2 separate regions of the Rattus norvegicus genome follow, and region 1 is linked to region 2. The links are chromatin contacts, called in public Hi-C maps. All regions are on one chromosome and are shown on one strand. The core of a region is the stretch at or near the end of the contact, and the rest is flanking DNA. Distances in the headings are between cores, read along the strand shown. Region 1 holds the start of Ilf2 (interleukin enhancer binding factor 2). Region 2 holds the start of Jtb (jumping translocation breakpoint).

Evidence for each region. Hi-C and Micro-C count contacts between places; a contact is called where the count stands out from the background.
Region 1: a Hi-C map of hepatocytes shows a contact between it and region 2, with 1.7 times the contacts expected there. The contact joins the promoter of Ilf2 here to the promoter of Jtb in region 2. A contact is called at or near these places in 6 of 12 Hi-C or Micro-C datasets (the A7r5 cell line, Schwann cells, frontal cortex and 3 more).

Annotation. Positions count from the first base shown.
Region 1 is chr2:178,255,596-178,258,295 of GRCr8, reverse strand. It overlaps Ilf2 (interleukin enhancer binding factor 2), which reads right to left and starts at 1,369. Exons shown (of 14, transcript NM_001393800.1): 1 at 1,259-1,369; 2 at 421-480; 3 at 40-82. The coding sequence starts at 1,263. Trnam-cau1 (transfer RNA methionine (anticodon CAU) 1) reads left to right here and starts at 1,574; the gene lies at 1,574-1,645.
Region 2 is chr2:177,981,618-177,984,317 of GRCr8, reverse strand. Jtb (jumping translocation breakpoint) reads right to left here and starts at 1,285. Exons shown (of 5, transcript NM_019213.2): 1 at 931-1,285; 2 at 738-775; 3 at 444-526. The coding sequence starts at 1,013.

The DNA.
Region 1 (2,700 bases), core at 120-2,619, 270 kb before region 2:
GCAGTAGCCAGTCAAGTTCTCCAAAGCCAAAATACTCACCAAATAGAAATCAAAGGGGATGTGGGGCACAAAAGGCCTGAACCTGAAACATGAAAACAATCCAAAATTATTCAGGCAGAAAGCAAGCAAGAGAATTCTGTCTTAAGAATTCAGGCATTTCTGGGGTTGGGGATTTAGCTCAGTGGTAGAGCGCTTGCCTAGGAAGCGCAAGGCCCTGGGTTCCGGTCCCCAGCTCCGAAAAAAAAAAGAATTCAGGCATTTCTAAGCTGCATCATTCTTAGCAAAAAGCCAAATTCACTTTGTAGGACATGAGGAAAAGAAATGCTTCGAGTGGTTTTCACAAAATCAAACAGAACAATCTACTCCAAACTCCTATCTACTGAAACAAACCAAGGCAAAGACGTGAACAGCCACACTCACCCTCCTCCAGGACCTCCTCTGGAACCAAAGCGCCCACCACGACCACGTCCTCTGTCACCCCTAAAAGTACATACATTTTACTCTCATGTTGCTGAAAAAGGTTTCCATCACACCATCAATGTTATTTCAATGTGACTTACCCTGACCCCCCTCCAACTACTGAAGTCGACAGATATATCATGCTCACTTCTCCCCGATTCCAAATGATGTCCAGTCCCACTCTCATGACATCCTAATTCTGGACTTTTTTTTCTTCTGTTTTTGAAACGGAATCTCATGTATCTCCTGCATTACCTCCCCCCACCCCAAGACTGCATCCTGAGCCACCACACCCCACTTCTAATTCAGGATTTTATCAAAACTCACATCAGGAAAATACGAGTTTCAGAACCTGACATACATACCCCTACTAAGTAACCCACGATCCTGAGGCACACGGGTCGTAATATTCAGGGTAAGGTGACTTCTCATTTATTAATACAGCATACCAGTTACGAGACATGTCCAATTGGTCAAACACTAGGCACCAGAAAAATGTGCAGCGCTCCAGCCTGCTCACTGCGCACGGAGGGTGATCTTCCTGGTCCGTTAAGACCTCTCCTCCATCCCCCGAGACCCAGGAATCAACACAACTGCCCTGCTGGGGCCCGGCCCCCCTCCAGGCCCGATTCCCCGAGTCGGCCAGCCTCCTCCTACTCCACTCTCTCCGGCCCGGCTTTCCGCCGGCCGCCCAGATACAGGCCCTTCTTCCCCCGACTCCATTTCAGCCTGCTCCCCAACTCCAACCCCCCATCCCTCGAGGCTACGGCAGGAACTTTCAAGCACCCTGTCTACTTACCTCATGGCTCGCTTAATCCTGAACAATGGAGACCACTCAACCGCTCTTCGCTTGGAAGAATCAAGGTAACAGAGAAACGTCGGGTCGGCGTGTCCCAACAAACGCCTGCGCGATAGGCTCCCGCCTCACTCCGTCCCGTGCGTTTATTGGTTAACCCAGCAACCAATGGAAATGCTCTGTAAAGGAGTCAACCAATAAGAAGACATACCAGGGACAGAGGCAATTTCCCCCACTTACAGTAGAGGGCGTTCAGAATTTGAGGCTGTAAGCAGGTAAAGTCTTCTATGGTAATACAAGCATAGCCTACCAGTAGGTAGCAGAGTGGCGCAGCGGAAGCGTGCTGGGCCCATAACCCAGAGGTCGATGGATCGAAACCATCCTCTGCTATCGGAGACTTTGTTTTTCTTTTTACGGGTGAAAATACAATTAAATTTTTCCATAGCAAGAGATGTGGGGTTTTTTTTCCTTCTCCAACTTTTTTTTCCAGACAGCGTCTTGCTTTGTCACCCTAGTTTACATAATACTCGTTAATGTAGCCTGAGCTGTCATCAAACTCTTAGCAATCTCTGCCGTGTGCCGCCTCACTTGAAAACATAACTTTTACCTTACGGAAATATCAGAAATAGTTCCATTTCCCACCATTTTTTCCCTCAATATCATTACTGTTATATGATTCTTTTTTATTGAAAATTGTCATACAATTTTTCTTGATCATGTATTTCTCTTCCCCAGTTCCACCCAGATCCTCCCTCCCCACTTCCCTATGCTAGGTGATTCTGACAAGTATTGATGTATTATTTACTTTTGTAGGCATCTATTCCTTCTAAGTAACCTCATTAAAATAAGGAATACTTTATCAGGTCGGCAAGGTGAGTCGGCAGGTACAATCGCAACTACCTGAGTTCGACCTCTGGAGACTCAGTGATGGAAGGTGAGCCGCGATCTGCATTTTGTCCTCCGACCTCACTATGAATGCCGTGGGTGTGGTGACACCCACAAACACAACATAAATAAATGTAACGGAAAAAAATTTAAAGGATATTTTGGTAAACATGGTGGAGCATGTCTTTAATTCCCGCACCTGGGAGGCAGCGGCAGGAGAATCTCTGTGAGTTCAAGGTCAGACTATTCTAGGTAACCAGTCCATGCCAAGTAAGTCTACATAGGGAGATCCTGCCTCACAAAAACAGTATTTTATCATCTCAGAAAGATAACCATACTGGATTTCTACTATCGTGGGTTAGGTTTGCCTTTAGATTTTCTTTTTATTGGGGCTCGATCAGAGATGACTCAGCAGTTCTTTTTTTCGGAGCTGGGGACCGAACCCAGGGCTTTGCGCTTCGCTTCCTAGGCAAGCGCTCTACCACTGAGCTAAATCCCCAACCCTAAGTTCAGTCAATCTCTAAAGTCCTCTAGGGGATTGTATTCACAAGCACGTATAC
Region 2 (2,700 bases), core at 36-2,535:
GAGAAATAACTTCCTCAAGTTGTCCTCTGACTTCTATGGCACATGACCTACACAAAATGAGTATAATTTTCAAGGCCAGCCTGGCCTACATGATGAGTTCCAGGCTAGACAGTGCTATATTGCAAGACACTGTCTCAAAAAAAAAAAAAAAAAAGGCTGAAGATATGGCTCAGTAGTTAAGAACACTGGTTGCTCTTGGAGAGGATGGAGTTCCATTCACAGCACCCACGTGAGGACTCAATCTTTTCTAACTCTGATTCCAGGAGATCTGATGACTGTTTCTGGATTTTGGGGGCAACAAACACACACCCTGAATACATGCAGGCAAAACACCTATATACATAAAATGAAACAAACAAAAAATATGATCTGAACATAACCTAAGAGTCTGAGAGGAAAGCAGGAAGACACTGCGATGACATACTTAAAAAAAAAATACTCACAATCTGGAAGTTAGAACACGGAGTACACTCTTCGGTCACCACAAACTCTTCTACCAACCAACATGGTGAAGTTGATGTGCTCACTAAAAGGAGAGAGAGAAAAACGGCCAGCCGAAGACCATTCAAAAAAACATTTCTCTCAAAGGCTCTGCCCATCTAGCTTCCCAACACAGGGCTTGCCCGCCCTCACTCCAGGTGGCACCTCCTTTTTCTATCTGTGTTCTGGGTGTACTAAAAAGGCATTAGAAACAAACAAGCTATAGAGAGGTACAGGATTCTCGGGCAATCACCCACCTGATAGCTTCTCCTCGCGCACCGGGGCCTCTGCTTCGCTGCAGGTAGGGAAAAGGGGCAAGAACAAGGGTGAACTCGCCGAAAACAGGGCACACCCACTTTTGACGTCAGTGGATGAAGAGTCCCGGTTCCTAAGGGCGTAGACTATGGGGTTCGCCCGCGATCCCCCTGTCCCTCCCCAGTACCCACTTACCAGAGCTTTAAGGTGAAAGCGCACAGCAACCAACAGAGGTGGCCGCCCCGGGGGAGGCCACGCCTCCCCGCGCCCACGAGCATGGAGCGGTCAGGGTCGCACCTGTTGCAGCAGACCTCCCGGAGGTTCCAGCTCAGAGCAGCCAAATGCCAGAGTTCTCAATCTGGGCCAACTAGAGCTCTATTGGAACGGCCTCGTGACCACGGCGAGAATAATCCATGTAGATGTCTTGGCTAGAAGCGCGAGGTCTTGATGAGGGCGCAGGCGGCCGGGAGAAGGGCACGCGGGTCCGGACTTAGTACCCCTGCCCCCTGGCCTCGGTCTCGGGAGCGGCCATCTTGCTCGCGGAGGCTCCTGGTCCCGGCACTAGCGGCGCCGACTCTTCCCGGGTGCTCTCGTCTATCTCCTGCTGTAGTCGTTCCGGACTCGGTGGCAACTGAATCTCACTGAGTTTGCGCAGGATCACGCGACTCTTCAGCTGGGCGCCGCGCGGCAGTGTGGTCCTTGTAGTGTTTGCAGAGCCGGCTGGATCGGCGGTATAGGAGATTTCGTTTGTTCTGGGTTCGCCTTTCCCCGATATCACCTGTTTGTCTATTTAGAACTAGGAGAGCGGGGAGGAATAAAAAGCGCCGCTCTGTCTGGACTTGGGGCCTTCATCAAAGCTTTGGGCTTACTATTAGGCTCTTGACAGCCTCCCCATTTCTGCCTTAACACCCTGGCGGGTCTTGCCAAGTTGGGTCCCGGAAATCTGCTGATGAGAGGAGGAACTGAATCGAATTTGAAACTCGCTTTTGTCCCTGGACCCACACCCGACTCTACAAATGAATAGTGTCTGTTTCCCCTTATGTTAGTGCGAAACTGCTTCACAGAACTATTCCTTTGAAAAACCTCAGATGTTCTCATCTCTCCCTTGCTCCTACAAATAGGGAAATGATCTCAAGGCTAAGAGCACGGAGATTTTTAATATTTATTTGGTTGGTTGGTTTATTTTGTATTTTATATTGTATTATTATTTATTATCATTATTTTGAGGCAGTAGGGTTTCTCTGTGCAGCTCTGGCTGTCCTGGAACTTGTTTTTTAGACCATGCTGGTCTCAAACTCAGAGATCTGCCTGCCTCTGCCACCCGAGAGCTGGGATTAAAGGCATGTCACCTCTGCCTGACTAGAGCATAGAGATTTTATTTTATTTTTTTGGAGCTGAGGACCGAACCCAGGGCCTTGCGATTGCTAGGCAAGCGCTCTACCACTGAGCTAAATCTCCAACCCCTGAGATTTTAAATTTAAAGTAATATTGGAACTAGATTCAGGATCTTTTCAGCTACTCGATTGGTGTTGTGGTGACTCAAGCCTTTAGTCCTAGTACTAAGGAGGCAGGAGGAGTTTGAGACCAGCCTTGTCAAGTAGCAAGTTCCAAACCAGCCAGAATTAGATGATGAAACTCTGTCAAGAAAGAAAGGAAGGAAGGAAGAAGGAAGGAGAAGAAAAAAAAAGAAAGTATCTATTCTGATGAAGAGATGGCTCAGTAGTTAAGAGCATTAGTTGTTCTTCCTGAGGATCCAGATTTGATTCCCAGCATCCACAGGGACTCCTAACTACTTGTAAACACATTTAGTTGCAGGAGGTCTCACACTCTCTTTTGGATACCACCGGCACCAGGCATGCACAGGATACACACCAAAACATACACATACTTTTTAAAAATACATTCTTCCCTGGGGTGTTAATCTTGCTGGGCATGGTGGTGCGGGCCTCGAATGCCTGCACTTGG